Regions from separate parts of the Triticum aestivum genome. Here region 2 is linked to region 1. The links are chromatin contacts, called in public Hi-C maps. All regions are on one chromosome and are shown on one strand. Each heading gives the region's core, a stretch centred on a gene start, on an enhancer-like site or on the middle of the called end of the contact. The rest is flanking DNA. Distances are from core to core; before and after follow the strand shown. Region 1 has its middle 170 kb from the start of LOC123113676. Region 2 has its middle 15 kb from the start of LOC123113677.

Region 1 (6,357 bases), core at 1,396-3,895:
TCATAAGCTAAGCTCACTCGTTCGCTCATTCTGTCACAGGAAAATACGTGGACCGCAACAACCCAACGGCCAGGCAAAGCCCACCCGGGCCAGGAGAGAGCGCCAGGCAACCCACGCTACGAAGGCCCGATGTGGGCTAACGATGTTAAGTTGAGATCAAAGCCCTAGATCATCCGCCTGTGGTGATCCCCTCTCCACCTCTCGGCTCTACTTCTCAAATCCTCCTCTTGTTTGTCTCCAAGTTGTATTGGACGTTGGCTAGATCGAGTGAGAATCTTAAGTGAGTGTTAGATCCCTGTAACGTTCGGACGCTCGCTCATGTTTCGCTCGGGTTCGCTAGTTGGTATAGTTCGGGTTTTGGATTTTTTTTTCTTTTTTCCTTTACTGTTTTTCTTTGCTTTTCTTAGTTTTTCTTGGTTTCCTTTTTTTTCTCGCTTTTACTGTTTGCAATGTTGTGCATTGGTTTTCTTTGGTTTTTATTTGTATTTAAATTCATTGTCTTCACTTTTTGTTCCTTTCTTGATTATTATTGGCTTTTTCATCTTTCTTTGCTTTTTTCAGTTTTCTCTGTTTTTTTAGTTCTTTCTTTTCCTTTTTTTGCACGGGTATTTCTTCTGCTTTCTTTCTTTTTTAATCTTTGTTTCATTTTGGCCTTCATTGGTTTTCCTTGTCTTGCTTTGTTTCTTTGTTGGTTTTTATTGGTTACCTTTTTCCAACACATGTCTACTTTTCTATACAATTGACATTTTTAGTGCACAGGTAAATCACTTTTGTTGACCATTGTTGAACATTTTTCAAATAAACTATGTACATCTTTTCTTAAATACAAGATTTGTACACTTTTACGAATACTTGGTTAATATATTTCAAATACACGATAAAAATAATAATGACAATAAACATTTTTCCCACACCATATACATTTTCTGTATACATTAGGAACATTTCTATATACGTGGTCAACATTCATCTTTTCATTCCTATTTTCTTTATTGTTCTTCAGTTTTCTTGTTTCTTTGTTGGTATTCATCCTTTTTCTTTTTGTTTTTTTCTTTCCTGGTTTTGACTCTTTCATTATTTTTATTGGTTTTCTTCAGTTTTCATTCTCTTTTTTGATTTATTTGATTTCTTTGTTTATTTGTCCATTTTTACCGGTTTCTATTTTGTTCAACACATGTCAATTTTTTTCAGTAAACATTCTACATTTTTCTTATACATCAGAAACATATTTCATATATATGTTTAGAATTTTCTAAATACATGATTAGCATTTTTAACTAATTATTTTATGTCTAATTATTTCCATACACATTGGTATATATCTAATACTCCCTCGTAAAGAAGTGTAAGTGCATTTAGATCACAACTTTAGTGATCTAAACACTCTTATATTTCTTTACAGAGGGAGTACATTTTTTATAGACATGTTTATTTTTTTCAAATTCTAGATTAACATTTTTTAATACATATCGAACATTTTTAATGGATATAAACATTTTTTAGACACACCGTGTAATTTTTGTATACACCAGGACCATTTTTAATACACATTTAACATTTTTAAAATGCATGATAAATATTTTCTCATACACATTGTATTTGTTTTGTATATATTTTTGGTATACACGTCAAATATCTTTGTATACACATTTAAGATTTTCAAATGCATGATTAGCATTTTTCAAATATTTTCTTAAAATTTATGAAATACATGATCAACTCTTTAAATGTATATTGTATATTTATTGTTTACATTTTTCGTATACATGAGAAATGTTTTCTCTGTACACATTTAAAAAAATTAATGCTTGGTTAACTCTTTAAATGCTCGGCGCGCTGGGCCAGCCCATTTAGATCAAGTATAATAAGCTTATGTAAGCAGACTGTAAGGGTTAAAACATTATTTTTTTTGCTGACATTGAGAGGAGAGGAGAGGAGAGAGAAGAGCAGCCGACTACAGAATAAGAGCCAGCTGTAGCACGTGCTCCTAGGCATTATTTGAGAGTGAAAGGTGGGTCATTTATTAATGAAGTAGCACATCTTTGTATCTTACTATTATATTTGAAGGCTACAAAGATTGGCTATAGATTACATGACAATGTCATATGGCCATCAGTTGGTTGTACTATTAACCATGCTCTTAGGCAGGTGTCTGACGCGAGCGCAACCTACATCCCGCTACAACCAACCTATGTCGGACTGCCGGGTCGTGGTAGATGGCATTCATAAGAACACGAAGGCACACATGCTAGCACACATTTAGAGAGATTAGATCTACTATTAGCCAGTTCGAAGGAAGAGGCACAAATAAATATTGTTGATTAATAAAGTGTGTTTAGACTTAAAAAAAAGCAAGACATAGGTCTGCCCGATATTTCATGGCCCTGCTGCCGGCCTATCTTGCAATCTCGTTTTGCTCGCCCCATGGCCCGATATCAATCCATATTGTTTCTTATCCTTAACCGGGTAGAGAGGCCCACGAAAGTTGCGATCGGAAAAAGGAATACACGTCCAAGATTGAAAAAAAAACACTAGGTCGTGGTGGGCACGTCGCTCTCCAGTGTGAGTCCAGCCAGAAGAGCAAGCAGCGACGCGGCACAATGCCGTGCAGTGTCGTCTCGCAATCACAACCCCACGGTGTCGGTCGCCGTCATCCAGTCACGCGCCGCGCATGCAATGCCGGAGCCCTGGCTTCCCCGACCGTCCCTCTCCGAGACATCGAACTCGCAATTGACGTCACGGCGGACGTAAATTTGCCCGTTGGCCTCCATGTACAGCACTGTCACTTCACCTGTGTAGGTGTAGCTCAAGTTCCTTTCCTGTCTGCGATCACAGGGCAACGACGTGGACGCTCGCACCGCATGTGTAGTCCGCCTGATCACGCGATGCTCATTTTGTTGATGATATTCAGAGGAAGTTCAAGATGGACATAGCAGGCAGGCAGAAAGACTCTGAGGGGAACCACCACGGGTCGGCCCTCGGCCGGGGCGTGCAGCATGCGCATCATTTGGAGGTTCTCCGGCCCAATGGGAGCGAGGGACGCAAAGCACTCACTCATGCTGCGTGCACATGTCCCTTTTAACCTTTGCTTCTTGGGTGCAAGTGAGAGATCATTCGGAGGTGCGCCGTGGTGCAACCCCTTTCAGCACGCATGCAGCAAGGTTACCTCAACAAGCAAGTTTGCTTCAGCTTTATTCCATTGCATTTGCATGTTTCACGGATGTTCTGAGCCGTAAGTACCGGTCTTTGTGCATGGCGCCGTTCATAATGCTAAAAATGGTTACTTAGCAAAATGATGCAAGAGACTGCCCGCGGATCGATCGTCTCTCCTCCCCTACCTGCCTACTTAGGAGTAGATTTCAAGTTGTAGCTAGATGCTTATTATTGTACTACGAAAAACACAGAATTAGGTAGCCGTGTCAATCTTGAGATAAGATTGGGGAAAGAAAGGGAGGCACTCGCAGCCAGCTCGCTCAGACACGACCGAGAAAAGGGAGGGACGACACAAATGATGAAGTTGGACACAAGCAAACCCTGTTCACCTCTCAACCACCACCCAAATCCCTACTCCATCAACCACTAATTAAGCACCACACTTGGTTTCTTAATCTGTCCAAACACATGGCACCAAAGCCATTGCTTTCTTACGGTGCCAAGATATTGCACCTAGCCAGCCTTTTTTTAGTGGATAAATATTGCACCTAGCTAAAGTGAAGGTTTCAGGTAGTACATTGAGTGGTGAGTAGTGAGGCTAGTACTTACTGGGTCCAACCTTTTGGGCCCCTTTGTCCCTCTCTACCATACGGAGTGGTTATTTATTGTGACACTGAAGTATGAAATGAGCCCTTCGAATGCATGGCGTTCGGCGTTCCACGCAAGGCCGAGGATATGCATCAGGACGGCATTGGCGTACATCCAGATGAAGATGTCTATCATGGCGTGCATGTTGGAGGAGTTTCTGGCGGTGGATGGAGCTTCGGCGGCGGCAGGAGGCATCGCTAACGTTGCGGATGACGGCCTGTACAGTAACTTCACGACTGCAGACGAGCCGAACCCTCTTGATCACCTAGCTCTCTCTCTCTCTCTCTCTCTCTCTCTCTCTCTCTCTCTGGAATAAACCGTGTTACTTTACAATTGTAGTATTATTTGGTGTCTGCCACTGAGATTAATAAACCATGTTAATCCACCATAATTTCATTTGGTTTCTGTCTCCCAACAAACCATGCATGTCGATGTCGAAAATACAATCATTGTGGCATCGTAGTACATCGGCCTTGAAGATGAAGAGGACAGCAGCACACATCAATCGCCATAGTTGTTGACGAGAAGGGGGAGCAGTCGCCACTGCCTGCCTTGTTGCTTTTCCGCGGAAGTAACAGCTGATGTGAGCTCTCTCGAGACGGGGCCCTCGTTTATTGATTGCTAGCTCCCCTTAATTGACCTAGCAAGCTCGTACGCTCTGCACTGCACACACGTCGCTTAACGCCAAAGCTCTGCACGCTGCATTATGTTCTGCTGGTGCATGTCCGCTAAATCCCCGCGTCCCCGGCCCTTGCGTCGTCCTAAAAAGTGTCATGCTTTCTCAGGGAGGAAAAGTCTAGTTTTTTTTAAAAAAAAACTACCAATCTATACATCTTCCATCATGATTGTACAAAAACAACAGATGTAATAAAAATTACAATCGTGTCCATGAACCATCTAGTCACGACTACAAGCACTGGAGCGTGCCGCCGTGATCGCCCCTCCCTCACCGGAGTTGGGCAAACCTGGTTGTAGTAGACAGTCGGGAAGTCATCGTGCTAAGGCCCCATAGGACCAGCGCACTAGAGTAGCAACCATCGCGATAAAGAAACTCGTAGATTAGAAGGATCAAACCTGTAAACACCCGAACGAAGACTGGATACAAACAGATCCACCGAAGACCAGCACCGCCCAAATCCCCCGAGATCCGACGGAGACACACCTCCATACGCCCTCTGACGATTCTAGTCGCGCCATTGAGGCAGGGATAGAACGTGGGAGGCATTATTCCTACAAAGGGACTCGCTGCCGCCATACAACACCAACCAAGACACTGAACCTAACAAGAAAGAGAGCAGGGTCCCTCCCGTCGGCACGGGGACGAGATCCTCCACACCTCCATGGCCTAGAGGCCATCCAAGATTGGGCGGACCAGTGGCCGCACCAACGGGAGGAGAAGAGCTTTTCTTGGGTAGGAGGAAAGAACCAACACGTCGAAGAAAAGTGTAGTTTCATGGTGCCATGGATCATGGATGCATCACCTTTGGGTGTGTTTGAAAGAAGAGTGCTATCATGGATGATGATTATATATATATATTTGTAATGAGAAAAATTCATTACAGGTCCATTTCCTTGCGCTGGCGTTAGCTTTAGTCCCTGTGGTTACAAATACCCGTTATACAGCCACCAAACTTGCTCTAGGGGGTCATCTACGGTCCATTATACGTTTTTGTGTACGTATGCGCTGATTTGGTAGCGGTCAACTTGTGCCACGCGCGTGCTGACTGCCACCTCGTCTCGAGCCGCTCGATTACGCATGCATGTAGTTTTTTTACAAAACTGCCAGTTATTAAAAGATCTCCCCCCCCCCCCCGCCGCCACCTGGTCGCACACCTGGTCTGATCGAGCCACACCCGCTCCGACCAAGCCCACCCGCTGCCGCTCGGACCAATCCCAACCCGCTGCCGCTCCCAACCCTAGCTCGCAGACTCCGTCGTCGCCGCCTCCCTCCGCCGCCGAGTTGCCGCCGCCGCCCTCTCTCCGCCGCCGCAGCCATTGCCATCGCCCTCTCTACTCATGTCCTCTTTGAGCTCTGTTTGATCTGGGCGACGTGGCCGCTCCGTTGTGGTTCCATTGATCCCGTGCCCGGATTGTGGCGAGCAGGTCAAGTTCTACCGCTCTGGCACCGATGAGCACGAGGGGTGAGTCTTCTACAGGTGCACCAAACACCAGGTCAAGTTCCTCTGCCCTAATAGTTAGTTCATATGCATCAGATTGATCTATAAGACTGCACAGGGTGCGGCAATTGGGTCATATTAGGGTACTGCATTTGGCTGCTACTGAATATGCTTTGTTTAGTGTATTTTATATGTTTTATAGTTAACTGAATATGCCCTAATAGTTAACTAAACTTTGTAGTTAACTGAACTTTTTCAGTTAACTGAATATGCTATGTTTCCTCTGTTTTATAGGTCACCTATGATTTCTGGCGTTGGGAGCTTGAATATGTGCAGCATCTTGTTGAACATAGGGTTCTTGTTGGTGATGTTGTTGTGGATGCAATAGGAGCAGCTGAGGATAAAAGGGAGGATCTTGAGAGGAAGAGGAATGAAGCAA
Region 2 (6,357 bases), core at 2,425-4,924, 230 kb after region 1:
TTTAAAAAAGAATTTTCAAATTTTTGATTTCTTAATGGAATGGGAACATATTTGAACACATGATTTTTTTAATTTTTTTTAATATTTTGGGGAACAATGTGTGTAATTTTTGAAAAAAAGGAATCTTTTTGGGAATTTTTAGATTTTTTGAAAAGCATGAACATATTTAAAAATATGAATATTTTTAAAGAAAAAACAATTTGAAATGCCCTTATCATTAAAAAAACACTCGGTGCCCGTGATTAAAAACAATACTGTTGGAGTCCGGACCATGGAGTATAGAGTTGAGAAAGTCAGAGTGATGTCCTTCAATGGCACCCCTCCTTCAGCTCAGCACTATCACCGGGTGGAAGTCGAGTGGTGTATGTGTTCTTAGTGGGACAGCTAATAGGTCCATGCGTTGCAACGAAAAAAAAGTATCCTCGCAAAAGGTGCAAGTATAATATGTGCGGATGTGACAGCGATAAAAAAATCTAGAATTCTCGCGCGGATGTTCGCCCACCAGTGTGTCCTGGTGGGCTTTATCCAGGCAACCTCATAATTTTGAAAGTTTTTTCTCGTTTAGTATGGGCTTACACAAAATTTAAGTTCACACACATGTTGGTTATATATCCAATTCCTTTTAAGTAGAAGTGTACAAGCAGCAAGGCTTGTCATATTTTAGGCATTGCTAAGAAAATCAACTGCAATAACATGAGATGTGAAACTATAGTAGAACAAATCCAGTAATGATTATCTAAGAATAATTGACATGCATCTTTAAAGTTTGTTTGCTTGATTTAGTGAAATCTTCGGTAAGCATACATATAACAACTTATGACCTAAATTCAGGGTTTTCAAACAAAGGAAATTTAAAATTGTGAAGGCACCTTTTTTTGCGAGCAAAATTTCCAATCTATTCCTCAACTGTCAAGTGGTACACAAAACACCAAAAGTAAAAAATATATCCAGGTCCGTAGACCACATGGGTTTCACAATAGCAAATGAATACATAATTCGTGCAAGTATATGTAAATCAAACTTAAAAGCAGTAAACACGATGTGATATTTTTCATAAACATGTGCTTGAGTAAAACTTATTGTAAGAACTCTGGCAAAAAAAAAACGCATTGTAAGAAAATAAATACAAAACATCCTAGTGTTCTCTCAGTAAACCGTTATTCTTCCGTTCCATCCGTTCTTCTGAACAGATAAATCTTTTTATCTTCACTGTAAAGCTGTTTGGAAGGCAAGGAAAAATAGGATCAAGGGGTTAACAGACTCTCATGGGGTGTGGCAGCGGGGTCAGAAATTTATGATTAATATGGCACAAGAGTACTTTGAGCATACATTTACGGCTGATCCGAATGTTGACCCAATGGAGGTTATTCATCTTTTTAAAGCAAAGGTGACAGATGACATTAATGAAAAACCGTGTGCACCCTTCACGGTTAAGGAAATCACTAACACTCTCTTCCAGATAGGACCTCTCAAAGCACCTGGCCCGGCGGCTTTCCAGCAAGATTTTTTCAGCGACACTGGGGAACCCTAAAAGAAGAGGTACTTTAGCGAGAGTCACGGCCGTGCCTCTCGAAAACGAAAAAAAAATATGTTTTCTGTTTTTTTTCTTTCGCGTGAGTCACGGTTTTGCTTCCGCGAGAGGCACGATTGTGCTTTCGCGAGAGTCACGGCCATGCCTCACGGAAATGAAAAAGAACGTGTTTTCTATTTTTTTTGCGAGAGTCACGATTTTGCTTCCGCGAGAGGTACGGTTGTGCTTTCGCGAGAGTCACGGCCGTGCCTCTCAGAAACGAAAAAAACATGTTTTCTATTTTTTTTCGCGAGAGTCACGATTTTGCTTCCGCGAGAGGCACGATTATGCTTTCACGAGAGTCACGATTTTGCTTCCGCGAGAGGCACAATTGTGCTTTTGCCAGAGTCACGGCCGTGCCTCCTCGGAAACGAAAAAAAACGAGTTTTCTCTTTTTTTTTTCTTTCGCCAGAGTCACGGTTTTGCTTCCGCGAGAGGCACGGTTGTGATTTCATGAGAGGCACGGCGTGCCTCTTTGGGAAAGGGAAAAAACCCGTGCTCCCGGTTCGGTTTTCTTGTCTGGTTTTTTTCGTGAAAAAAATTCGTCAAAACCTATCAACATGGGATCTAGTTTTGAAGATCTCGACGCGAGGAATCCAACGGTGAAAGCGGTTCGAGATTTGGACGCACGGTTTAAGAGATGAAACGTTTTGAATAAATGAATCTACTAAAAAAGGGAAAACTCCCAGGTTGCGACAAGTGGCGCACGACAAGTGGCGCACATACAACGCGCCACTTGTCGCAACCTGGGGAGATTGGGGTGATCTTTGCAACGAGTACTCCCCAACCAGTGATTTCGGGGAAATACTCGCCTAATGGGAGGTGTAAGATGGGCCGGCCCAGGCGTATGGGAGGCCACAACCTCAATTGTTTTGCTTTTTATTTTCTCCCATTTTTGTATTCGTTTTTTGCACTATTTTCTTACTTTTGTTTATACTTTCAGTTACTATATCACATAAAACACTTCACGCAAAAGATTTGAAAAAAAATGTCAGTCAAGCATTCGAAAAATGATATATGTGTATAGAGAAAATGTTTCTCATGTATAGAAAAAAATATAATGTGAAATTTGAACATGTATTTACAAAGTGTAAATTTTAATCAAGCTTTTGAAAAAAAAGTTAAACAAGTATTTGAAATTTTTTAATGTTTACAGTAAAAATATTGACCATGTATTAAAAACATGTTAATCTAGCATTTGGAAAACAAAATGTAAATCAAGCATGTGAAAAACTAAATGTGTATAGAAAAAATGTTGACCATGTATTAAAAAAATAAAGTTATACTAAAATGTTAATCAAGCATTTAAAAAAAGGTAAATATGTATAGAGAAAATGTTGACCGTGTAAATAAAAGATGTTAATCTTGTATTTGAAAAATATTAATCAAGCATTTGATTTTTTTAAAATTGTGCATAGCAAAAATGGTGACCATGTTTAAAAAAACGTTTGACTTGAACATGAAAAATGTTAAATGTGTATTGGATAAATGTATTAGATATATTCCAAAAATGTAATACATTTATGAAACAAGTGGACATAAAAATGTATTTCAAAATAATATTAATAACGCATTGTGAAACGTTAAACATGTATATGAAAAATGTGTGCGATGTATATGAAAAATGGTGAATTTGTACAGAAAACAGAAAAAAAACCAAAAAAGGAAAAACCAAAACTTGAAAAACCAAATAAACTCGAGAAAGAAACAAAAAACTGAAGAAAAGAAGAAAGAACATAAAAAACCTAGTGGAAACCAAGGAATAACAAAGAAGATCATGAAAAAACAAAAGAAATCCTTGAACGAACAAATAAAATCATAAGACCCGTGAAACGATGAAGAGAAATGGTCAAAAAACAAAGAAAAACAGTAAGGAAAAAACCGGGGGGGGGGGGGGGGGGGGGGGACCAACCTAACGAACAAACACAGCGAACACAATTGAAACCGGCGAACGAAAAAAATAGCAAATATGGCCCACCTACAGGTGGGGGCATTATAAACGAGACGGAAGGAGCACTTGCACTAAGCGAGATATAGTTGCCGCGCTGGTGAAGAGATATAGGTGATGGTGAGAGGCCCCTATTCATCGGCCTACACGCTGATCGGGGAATAGACACGCACCTCCTGCTCCAACCCTCACGTGGTTTTGGGCTGGCCCATGTGCAGGTGGGACTCCCCTGTTTTTCCATTTCGTTTCCTTCTTGCTTTTTCATTCTGTTTTTTTTCTTTAAAAATAGTTTAAGATTTTTAAAAGTTTCAAAATTCAAACAAATTGCGAATTCTTAAAAATAAATTCAAGAAATCATAAAATGCGCATGATTTTAAAAAGTGGTTGGAAAATCATCAAATGTCCGTGAATTAAAAAGTTGTTCGTTTCTTTTTTGAGGATCAACATTGTTGTTTCTTATTTAGCCAGCATAGCTGGAAATGTCATCAGCAATTACAGAAAGAACAAAGTCTGGGGGAGCCCCCAACCACACCTTACACAACCCATCACCTACACCTACCTTTGCAAACTTGTGAGCAGCAACATTGGCGGAACGACTAACCCACGACACACAATACTCCGCACGAGTGTGCAACAGCTCCTTAATCTCCTCGATCCACGGATCAACATCCGTCATGCTCTTCTGATGATCATTCAACATTTGCACCACAGGCAGGCAGTCCAACTCTAGATGGACTTTTTGAAAGCCTGTCTCCACAGCGAGCAGAATGCCTCTCCGACACGCGAGGATTTCTGCAGCTTCAGGTCCGTCAGGGCGGTTGAATAAATGGCAAGCTCCAGCTAGGAAAGCACCACCATCATCCCGGATTACCACACCACCCCCACCCTTATCCCCATTCCGGGCGACAGCGCCATCGGAGTTGGTTTTCACCCCCCCCTGAGACGGGGGGGGGGGGGGGCATCGCTGCATGGTCCTCGGCCTCGGGATCTTCACCACCCCCTCGTGAACTTGTCTCCACCTGCTCCAATGTGAATTTGTTCATTATTTTGAAAAGTGCTCGCATATTAAAAAAATGTTAACAGTCTAGAGAAAATGTCCGGGAAATCAAAAAATATTCATGACTTTGAAAAAAACATTTGCTTGTTCAGAAAATGTTCATGAATCTGGAAAAATGTTCGCGAATTCAAGATATGTTCATTAAAATTTTGGAAAATGTTCACAAAAATAAAGAAAATCATGAATTTATAAAAATACTCCCAAATATCAAAAAACAGTTCATCGATTCAAAAATTGTTCACTGAGTAAAAAAATGTCCAGGAATGTGAAAAATGTTCGTCAAAAGGAAAAAAAATCCGTGAATTACTAAAATTGTCCGCTGAGTCAAAAAAATGTTCACAAGTTTCCAACAATATTCATGAAGTTGTAATTTGTTTTCTTGAATTTGTAAAAGATGTTCATGATTTCAAAAGAATGTTCATGAATTTGGAAGATGTTTCCAAAGTGAAAAATCTAAAAATAAAAAAGGGGAATGAAAAAGAAGAAGAAAATAAAAAATGAACAAAGGAAAAAGAAATGACAAAATGGAAAAAGAAAAATAAGATTAAAAGAACAAAGAAAAGAAGAAAAGAAAAACGAAAAACAAAAATAAATAAATCACCAGGCAAAAAAAGGGAAAACTGGTTCAGGGAAGGTTCTAGAACCTTGCCAAAACAGGTGAAATTTTCCCAAATGGCCTGGGACATACACTGGACAGCCGCTTGCCCGGAGGGGGGGGGGGGGGGGGTGTACACGTTAGGTCACTACCACAGGGACCCATGCGCCAAATAGGAGCGGCGCTGAACATAGGGGCGGGGCCAGGGTGATAGTACAAATTATCTCTGTATGAATTGTATAGTAGTGCCTCTGTTGCATAATATGTAAAGTACCATAAAGAAGTACTCCTACATACATTGGCGGTGAGGTACAGAGGATGACACAAAGGGGCAAGGCAGCTGTGTTTCAGCAGTATGCCAAAACCCGACTCATTGGCAATAGCCGTAGATATAAATCGTTTGTGTTTTTCGCAAGACTGAACTATGTAGAAGAAACATAGCTATTCCCAGATCACTGGTCTCACCGGCATTGACATCAGAAGAAGCAAGCGACTGGGCAATCAGAGAGAAGCTATGTGTGTTCATAAGATGTGATCACACGCAGAAATAATCTTTTACCCCACCTGCATAGCTATTCTGAATAAGAAATGCTAGGAACGTAATACTGTTATAAATAGCAATACGTTCCAGCCAGATTGGATCCGGCATTCTACAACAGTCAACAGTTTTGTATATCGGAACAAATCCTATACAATAGTAAGAATCCATGCCTCAGAAGGAAATGCTACTACTATGACATTAATATAGGATTGGTAAGCAGCTGGCTGAACTCACCAGAATCAGGTTGCATGCGGATGCGGGCGTCCCCATATACGCCCCAGATATGGTGCGGGTAGGGAGAATACCGGTCAATCTGAGCGTTTGGGCCGGATTTGCTAGGTCTGCTTGGGTGGCAATGTTTCGTCCGGATAGTGACTGGGCAGCCTGCCCGTGCATTTGGGGTGGATATTGGGGGTTGTTTTTTCATCATGGATTATTCTGACCTATCTTGAATCGTTGAATTGGTTGTCTGCTATATTGATTGAATGATCTCGTGCATGCCTTTGCATTGATTTGAGATATCCTTTTTTGAGGTATTATTGATTCAAGATTTTGAATACGACCAGTGTGGTTGCCATGGGCGTCAGGATCTTGTCCGTGGACATCACGTTAGCCATATTTGATCAGAGATGCTCTCGTTTTGGTC

The links. Hi-C and Micro-C count contacts between places; a contact is called where the count stands out from the background.
Region 2: a contact with region 1 is called in a Hi-C map of leaf, with 3 times the contacts expected there. The contact joins two enhancer-like sites. A contact is called at or near these places in 2 of 5 Hi-C or Micro-C datasets (both in leaf).

Annotation. Positions count from the first base shown.
Region 1 is chr5B:619,247,551-619,253,907 of IWGSC CS RefSeq v2.1, forward strand. No RefSeq gene overlaps it. Among protein-coding and RNA genes, the nearest start is that of LOC123113676, 170 kb to the left of the region's middle. Within about 2 kb of position 2,646, at least 3 of the 8 cell types and tissues checked have an H3K27ac peak or open chromatin away from gene starts, as enhancers often do. A contact at or near this core is called in leaf, where this site is marked.
Region 2 is chr5B:619,476,272-619,482,628 of IWGSC CS RefSeq v2.1, forward strand. No RefSeq gene overlaps it. Among protein-coding and RNA genes, the nearest start is that of LOC123113677, 15 kb to the left of the region's middle. Within about 2 kb of position 3,675, at least 3 of the 8 cell types and tissues checked have an H3K27ac peak or open chromatin away from gene starts, as enhancers often do. A contact at or near this core is called in leaf, where this site is marked.